2 separate regions of the Mus musculus genome follow, and region 1 is linked to region 2. Evidence: chromatin contacts called from public Hi-C data. All regions are on one chromosome and are shown on one strand. Each heading gives the region's core, a stretch centred on a gene start, on an enhancer-like site or on the middle of the called end of the contact. The rest is flanking DNA. Distances are from core to core; before and after follow the strand shown. Region 1 has its middle 35 kb from the start of Gm35992. Region 2 overlaps Hdac4 (histone deacetylase 4).

Region 1 (2,891 bases), core at 381-2,880, 210 kb before region 2:
GTACTCGCTGGGGACCAGGCCCTGCTCAGTTTCTCACACTGGTGATGAGGAGCTGAGAAGTGGGGCTGCCTTTCACTTTGCAACCCCGAGGAAGGGGCAGCCCACTTTCACAAGCTGACTGTTGGTGTCTCATAGGCTGTGTGGACCAGTGACACTCGCCTTGAACATCTGGCATGTGGACAGCAGGGGGGATGGGCAGAGTGAAGGCTTCTAAGCCACGTCTTGCCTGAAACTTGGATTCTGCCCCATCAAACCTGTGTGGTTGTGCTTTCTCTCAGTGTGGGGAGGGGCCCAGCTCCAGGCAGAGAGAAGAGGCATGGCTTTGCAGTGAGAGCAAGATGAGGAAGTAGAGGCAGGTTCAAATACCCAGAAGAAGGTAGGGAGGGCCAGTTCCAAAGCACCATGTGACCTGTGGGACCCAGTGACCTGTATTCCAGCCACAGTCTGATACTTAACCAGACCTGAGTGACCATCAGTCCTGACCCAGAATGGTGACTATCAGCCCTCCATTAGAGTTAACTGGGATGATGGGGAGTCCCATATCTTATCCAAGGAAGGAGGTATCCTTCACTCATGGTAATAGGGGTAAGGAGCTTGGAGGGCTTCTGTTAGGCATTCCCAGCAGATCTGCTCGGTTCCTGGCTTGTTCAAGACTCATAGGTCTGGCAGTTCCCATACAGTATCTGTTGGGCTGGGGACATCACTACAACAGAAGAAGACTAGCTGTCTCTGGGTCCTGGCCCCCCAGCAGCCAGGCAGGCACTAGCCCTGGGCCTCAGTGGGAAGGAAAAGTCCCTTTATCACTCTCCAGCATTTAGTTTGCCTGGATCCTCCTCCCCTAGCTAATTCCTCCACTGCTTCTAGCACACAATCTAGCCTCCAACTCCATTCTCTGCCTCAGGGGTCCTAGACCCTCTATGATCTCTGCCCACAGCCTGGGCTCTAAAGCTTGTACCATGGAGCACTGTAGCTTCTGCAGCCTCAACTCCTATCTACGTGCCCTACTCCACCCCAAATCCTCAACTCCCAACTACAGACTGAACCAGGTAGTTTGGGGTGATCAGGAGTGGGTGGAGCCCTCCTGAAAGCCTCAAGGTTGGCTGTGCAGAGGGGAGCGGCTCTTCTCATAGGCATCTGCAATTGCCTTAGTGCCCCAGGAACAAGGAGGGTGGAGCAAGAGAGAAAGGGCTGGAAATCCAGACATCTGAGGAACTGGAGAGAAGGGTGAGCCTCAGAGTCTACCAGTTTCTTTGCAAGTTGGGGTAGGTTGGCTTTCAGGGTCCTGAGGCTATTTCCACCAAGAGAGTCATGTTAGAGTGCTGCAGCCCTTGGGAACGGAGAATGGTATATGACCCCGATATCTCAGGCTGTCTTTAGAAATGAGAGCTGGAGAGCAGAAGGCTACATGTGAAGAGGGGCACTGGGCAGCCCAGGTATGGCAGGAACACACCGGCCAGGATGAGAGGTAGCCCAGCTTCCTGCTCACTGTGTGCGTGGGGCACATTAACTTCTCTGGACCAGGTCTCCAGAGGTGCACTCCAAGGGAGGCAGGGAAATGGGAGAGACAACAGTGCTCACCCACAGTCCTCACCAAGCTTGGCAGCTATGTGAGCCGGTGCTGGCATGTCCAGTAGGCAGATGGATTACAGTGGAGCTCAGTTTACTGAGTGAGGTCAGCCACTCCAGCTGTCACCCACGCCTTTGGAACTGGAGCTGCCATGAAGATGTTCTGGCAGGAAAGAGACCTATCTTGTCTCCCAACACCCAGGCTGGGCCCTCACACCTGCAGGTTGGTGACAGATTTAGCATCTGCCCTGGCACCCTCTCTCCCTCCTCTGCATTCTCTCCCCCACCTTGGTCTGCATCCTGAACATCATGGGACCAGCCCCTTGTTCTTGCCAACTGGCTGTTGTGCATGGCAGTGACCCAGCCCCAAGAAGACATTCCTGATATATTTGCTATAGAGCTTTCTGGCTGGGCAGAGGTAAGAGAGATAAAAGGCTTACATTTGAAGAGCTGGAGGTGGGAGACTGAAAGCGCATTCGAGAAGTAAGAAGACGGTCTCAGAAGGTTCTGTGTGGGCCATGGAGAGAGGGCATGAGAACCAAGAACCAAAGGCTATATTGCCCAAGAGCTGGCATCAGTCATAGGGTGGGTATCTTATGACAACACTCCAAAGGGCCAGCTGTTTCTTGCAGGAAGCGGATGGCAGCTAGGGTTCTCAGGAAAACAGCCTGCCGATGTTCAAAGTGCAAATGAGAGACATAATCAGACATAGACTCAGCCACTGTGCTTGAGGGGAGGAAACCAAGTGGGGTTAGAACAACCTGGTCTGAGGATACTGAGCCAAGGGCAGGAGAGGACAGGGCCACCATGAGGACAGGGGACACGCTTTAGGGGAATGCACTGCACTGAAGGGGACAACAGTGGTAAGCAGACAGGAATGGGTGCCAGTTCCGCTTATGAGGAGCCCTGGTAGAGAGCAGGGCTGGGTGGTGCCACCAAGGCCAAGCGTGGGTGACAGCTGGGAAGCAGGGACCCTTTCCCCCAAGCCCTGGCCACTAAGCTGCTTCTCCATTAGCATTCAGCAACCACGGATCCGATTCCTGAGGTCAGTCCCAAGGTGAGTTTGTTTTTATTTTGAATAGAGTAGCAAAGAGGAGCTTACTGGTCGACCACACTCACACTATGTCCCCACTTGAGGGCCAGGTCTCTGATATAAGACCCACTATCCAGCCCAGAGCAACTCAAAGCCCCAGCCCTTTCCTGAGCTTAGGACCTTCCAATTGCTTTCCTGGTCACTGTCTCCTGGTCATACAGAGGCCTTCTGTGTCTGTCTCACTGACATGAATGAGTCCGGGAAGTACAGCCACAGGCTATGGTTACAGTTT
Region 2 (2,894 bases), core at 170-2,669:
CTGAGTTGTATCTGAAGCCGTGAGCCACTCTTATAACTCTTATTCAGATCTTTTACGAGGTGATTTTTGCTGTACCTTGTAAGTGATGTGATGCTTGCCTGCCCGACTTCCCATCCAGTCCTCTTAGCATGAGTGAAGAGTCCTTTCAGGAGTTTCCTTGAGAGGTAGTTTGGAAGGAGGTGGTATGGTGGCTATCAGGTTGTGGGGGGCCAGGCACAGACTACTTGTTGGGCAGTGGAAGTGTGACTCAAGTCCTTTGTCCTGTGGGGCCAGGGTGTGTTAAAGACCTTAGTTCTTGGTCCTAGGATCTCCCCTATTCTCATACACTGATTGTAATCAAGGACCAAAAGGCTACAATAAACCAGAGGCTGGCAGATGGATGGTTTGGCGCTCTCACACTTGAGATGGAGTGCAAAATGGCTTCTCTAGAGTAATTTTTTTTTTTGAGATAGAATGCTAGAAGCATATTTATCTTTTGTAAGGAGTAATCCATGCATTTGATGTAACATGCTGAGTATCATTAACCATGCATTTGATGTGACTTGGTTGTAAATAGTTAGATATGCATTTGATATAACTCGCTGTGTATACTGAACCATGCATTTGAAGTGGCATAGCTATGCATAGTTAGCCATGTATTTGATATGACAGGGCTGTATATAGTTAAGCATACATGTGATGTGATGTGGCTTTGCATGGCTAGCCATGTGTTTGATGTCACATGGTTGTATGTAGTTGACCATGCATTTGATGTCACATGGCACCTGGGGTGTACAAAGAGGATGGTAGCAGAAAAAGCCTCGCTTGTGCACACATCCCATCCTGGGAGGAGGCTGCTGCTGCTGCAAAGGCTACATCTCTCACATTCCAACTTTCTCATCTTTAGGTTGTCTCCTGATTTGCAAACTTTAAAATCCAGTTCTTGAGAAAGGGATAATAGCAATAGATTACAAGATCAGAGGCATCTAGTCATTTCTATAGACACCCCAACCATGGAGTGTGCACACTGGTGGGGCCTTGCAGACGCCATCTGAAGGGGGCCTCTGGGAGAAGATTGGCTCTGGGGCAGGCCACTGGATACTGTGGCCAGCCACAGCAGAGCCAGGCATTGTGGCAGGACCTCCCCAGCCTGGGCCTGGGCCTGATTTACCAGCCTGGAGCTGCTTGGAAGACTTGGGTGTGCTGCTCCCAGAGGAGGAGTGGCTCCGCTTACACACTCAGCCTCAGGCCTGTAGCCCAGGCCAAGTGGTTTCTTAAAAAGAATTCTTCCTCCCCTGATTAATTTCTGGCATGCAGTGCTTGGGAGCTCTTGCGTCAGTAAATCGTCACGAACCCTCAGTCGTCTGGATCAGACATAAACACCAGGCCCAGCTCCACCACCCCTGACATCCTGCCAAGCCTACTTGCCCTCAAAGCCTCAGGACAGGCAGCTGCAGAAAGAGAGGCAGGGACTATTGCTGCTCAAAGTCCTCTCAGAGAGTGCCTAACTGCCCTGCATGCCGTGCTCGTGGGCCAGGATGCTAGGCTCAGATGTGACTTATTTATGGGACTGTGTGCTGTTTCTCCCCTGACATTCCAGACACATCCACTGGGTATTTTACTCTTTGGGAACAGTTACTGCCTTCCGTTGGCATTCTGTTTGAGTTTATAAAGGTCCCTGTGTGAGATTCACCTTGTGGTTTTAGCATCAGGGGAGTCTAGAGAGTGAGTATGTTTCCTGCTGTCTGGACAGAACTTTCTGAAGTCTGAGGAATTCAGTGAACTCCCCATCAGGCCTTCTCACCCATAGGTGAGGCCGTCTCTCCTCTTGTCTCCTTCCTCCCCTCTGTCTAAGACACACTTTTCGTCTTGGCGTGTAATATCAGAAGAGGCCAGAACAGGTGAAGTTTCACCAGAGCTTCTTCAGACTCCTGGAAAACGACTTGTAACTGCTGTCCTGCAGTCAGTGGGAGACACAAACATTAGGGCTTCCTAGGGTATCTTTAGGGAACATGTGTGGCTGTAGCCTCTGTAATCCAGCTGTTGTAGATACTAAGGGGTGATATTGGGGGCCCTGGCCATATTTTATGGTTGTGTCAGGCCATGCTGTGTTTGAGACAGAGTTCCTTAGAGGCTCCAGAGGCAGAGTTACAAGTGTAGTGTTGAGTGAGGTCTTGCCCAGGTAGCCTGTGCAGAACATGTTATCAGGGTCTTTCATTATTTTCTTCTAATTTTCCACCTCTACATCCTTGCCACAGTTTAAGGAAGATTTATGAATGAAAAGTAAATCTAGGGTGTAAGCAATACTAACATATGTGATGCTAAAGACAGAGTGACCTGTTTTAGCCATAGTGTCCCTTGGTGGGTTCTAGGGCTCTGCCATGGTGGAGCTAGAGTTCAACGCTTCCCATAACATCTGAACTATATGCTAGGCATGGCCGCTTTCCCCCTGACCCCAGGTAGTGGAAGAATGCTTATTAGGCTCAAGCTCGCTTGTTAATGTCATTTGTTCCCTAAGCCTTATGCCTTTCTGGGAATGTACAGCTTCTGCTGCAGGTGTGGTGAGGCCCCATGGCTGGGACAAATGTTCAGGTGCAGCTGAGAGAACAGAGCCAAGCAGGGCTCAGCTTATGAGACCCCAGGTCCCTGTGGCTTCTGGGGGTTCTACAGTCTCTGGTTTTGAAACATGTTTAGTATAGGCAGTTAATCAGTCATCATAGGCTTTTCCTGGAAGTGTGTGTGTGTGTATGTGTGTGTGTGTGTGTGTGTGTGTGTGTGGTGGGGGGTACTATTGCAGGTGATGTGGTCTCAGTGGTTCCTTGAGCCTGGGAAAGTCTTGGGTCTGTGTGCTTCTCTTAGGAATGAGAGCAGAATGTTCTCTGTGGACAGGGTATTCATGGGAACTGCTCCACTGA

Evidence for each region. Hi-C and Micro-C count contacts between places; a contact is called where the count stands out from the background.
Region 1: a contact with region 2 is called in a Hi-C map of myocytes, with 1.8 times the contacts expected there. The contact joins two enhancer-like sites. A contact is called at or near these places in 5 of 484 Hi-C or Micro-C datasets (the G1E-ER4 cell line, bone marrow-derived macrophages, myocytes and 2 more) and 1 of 9 other capture datasets (adipose tissue).

What each region holds. Positions count from the first base shown.
Region 1 is chr1:92,342,795-92,345,685 of GRCm38.p6, reverse strand. No RefSeq gene overlaps it. Among named protein-coding and RNA genes, the nearest start is that of Gm35992, 35 kb to the left of the region's middle. Within about 2 kb of position 1,630, at least 22 of the 459 cell types and tissues checked have an H3K27ac peak or open chromatin away from gene starts, as enhancers often do. A contact at or near this core is called in myocytes, where this site is marked.
Region 2 is chr1:92,129,071-92,131,964 of GRCm38.p6, reverse strand. All of the region lies in intron 2 of Hdac4 (histone deacetylase 4), which reads left to right. Among named protein-coding and RNA genes, the nearest start is that of Hdac4, 50 kb to the left of the region's middle. Within about 2 kb of position 1,419, at least 154 of the 459 cell types and tissues checked have an H3K27ac peak or open chromatin away from gene starts, as enhancers often do. A contact at or near this core is called in myocytes, where this site is marked.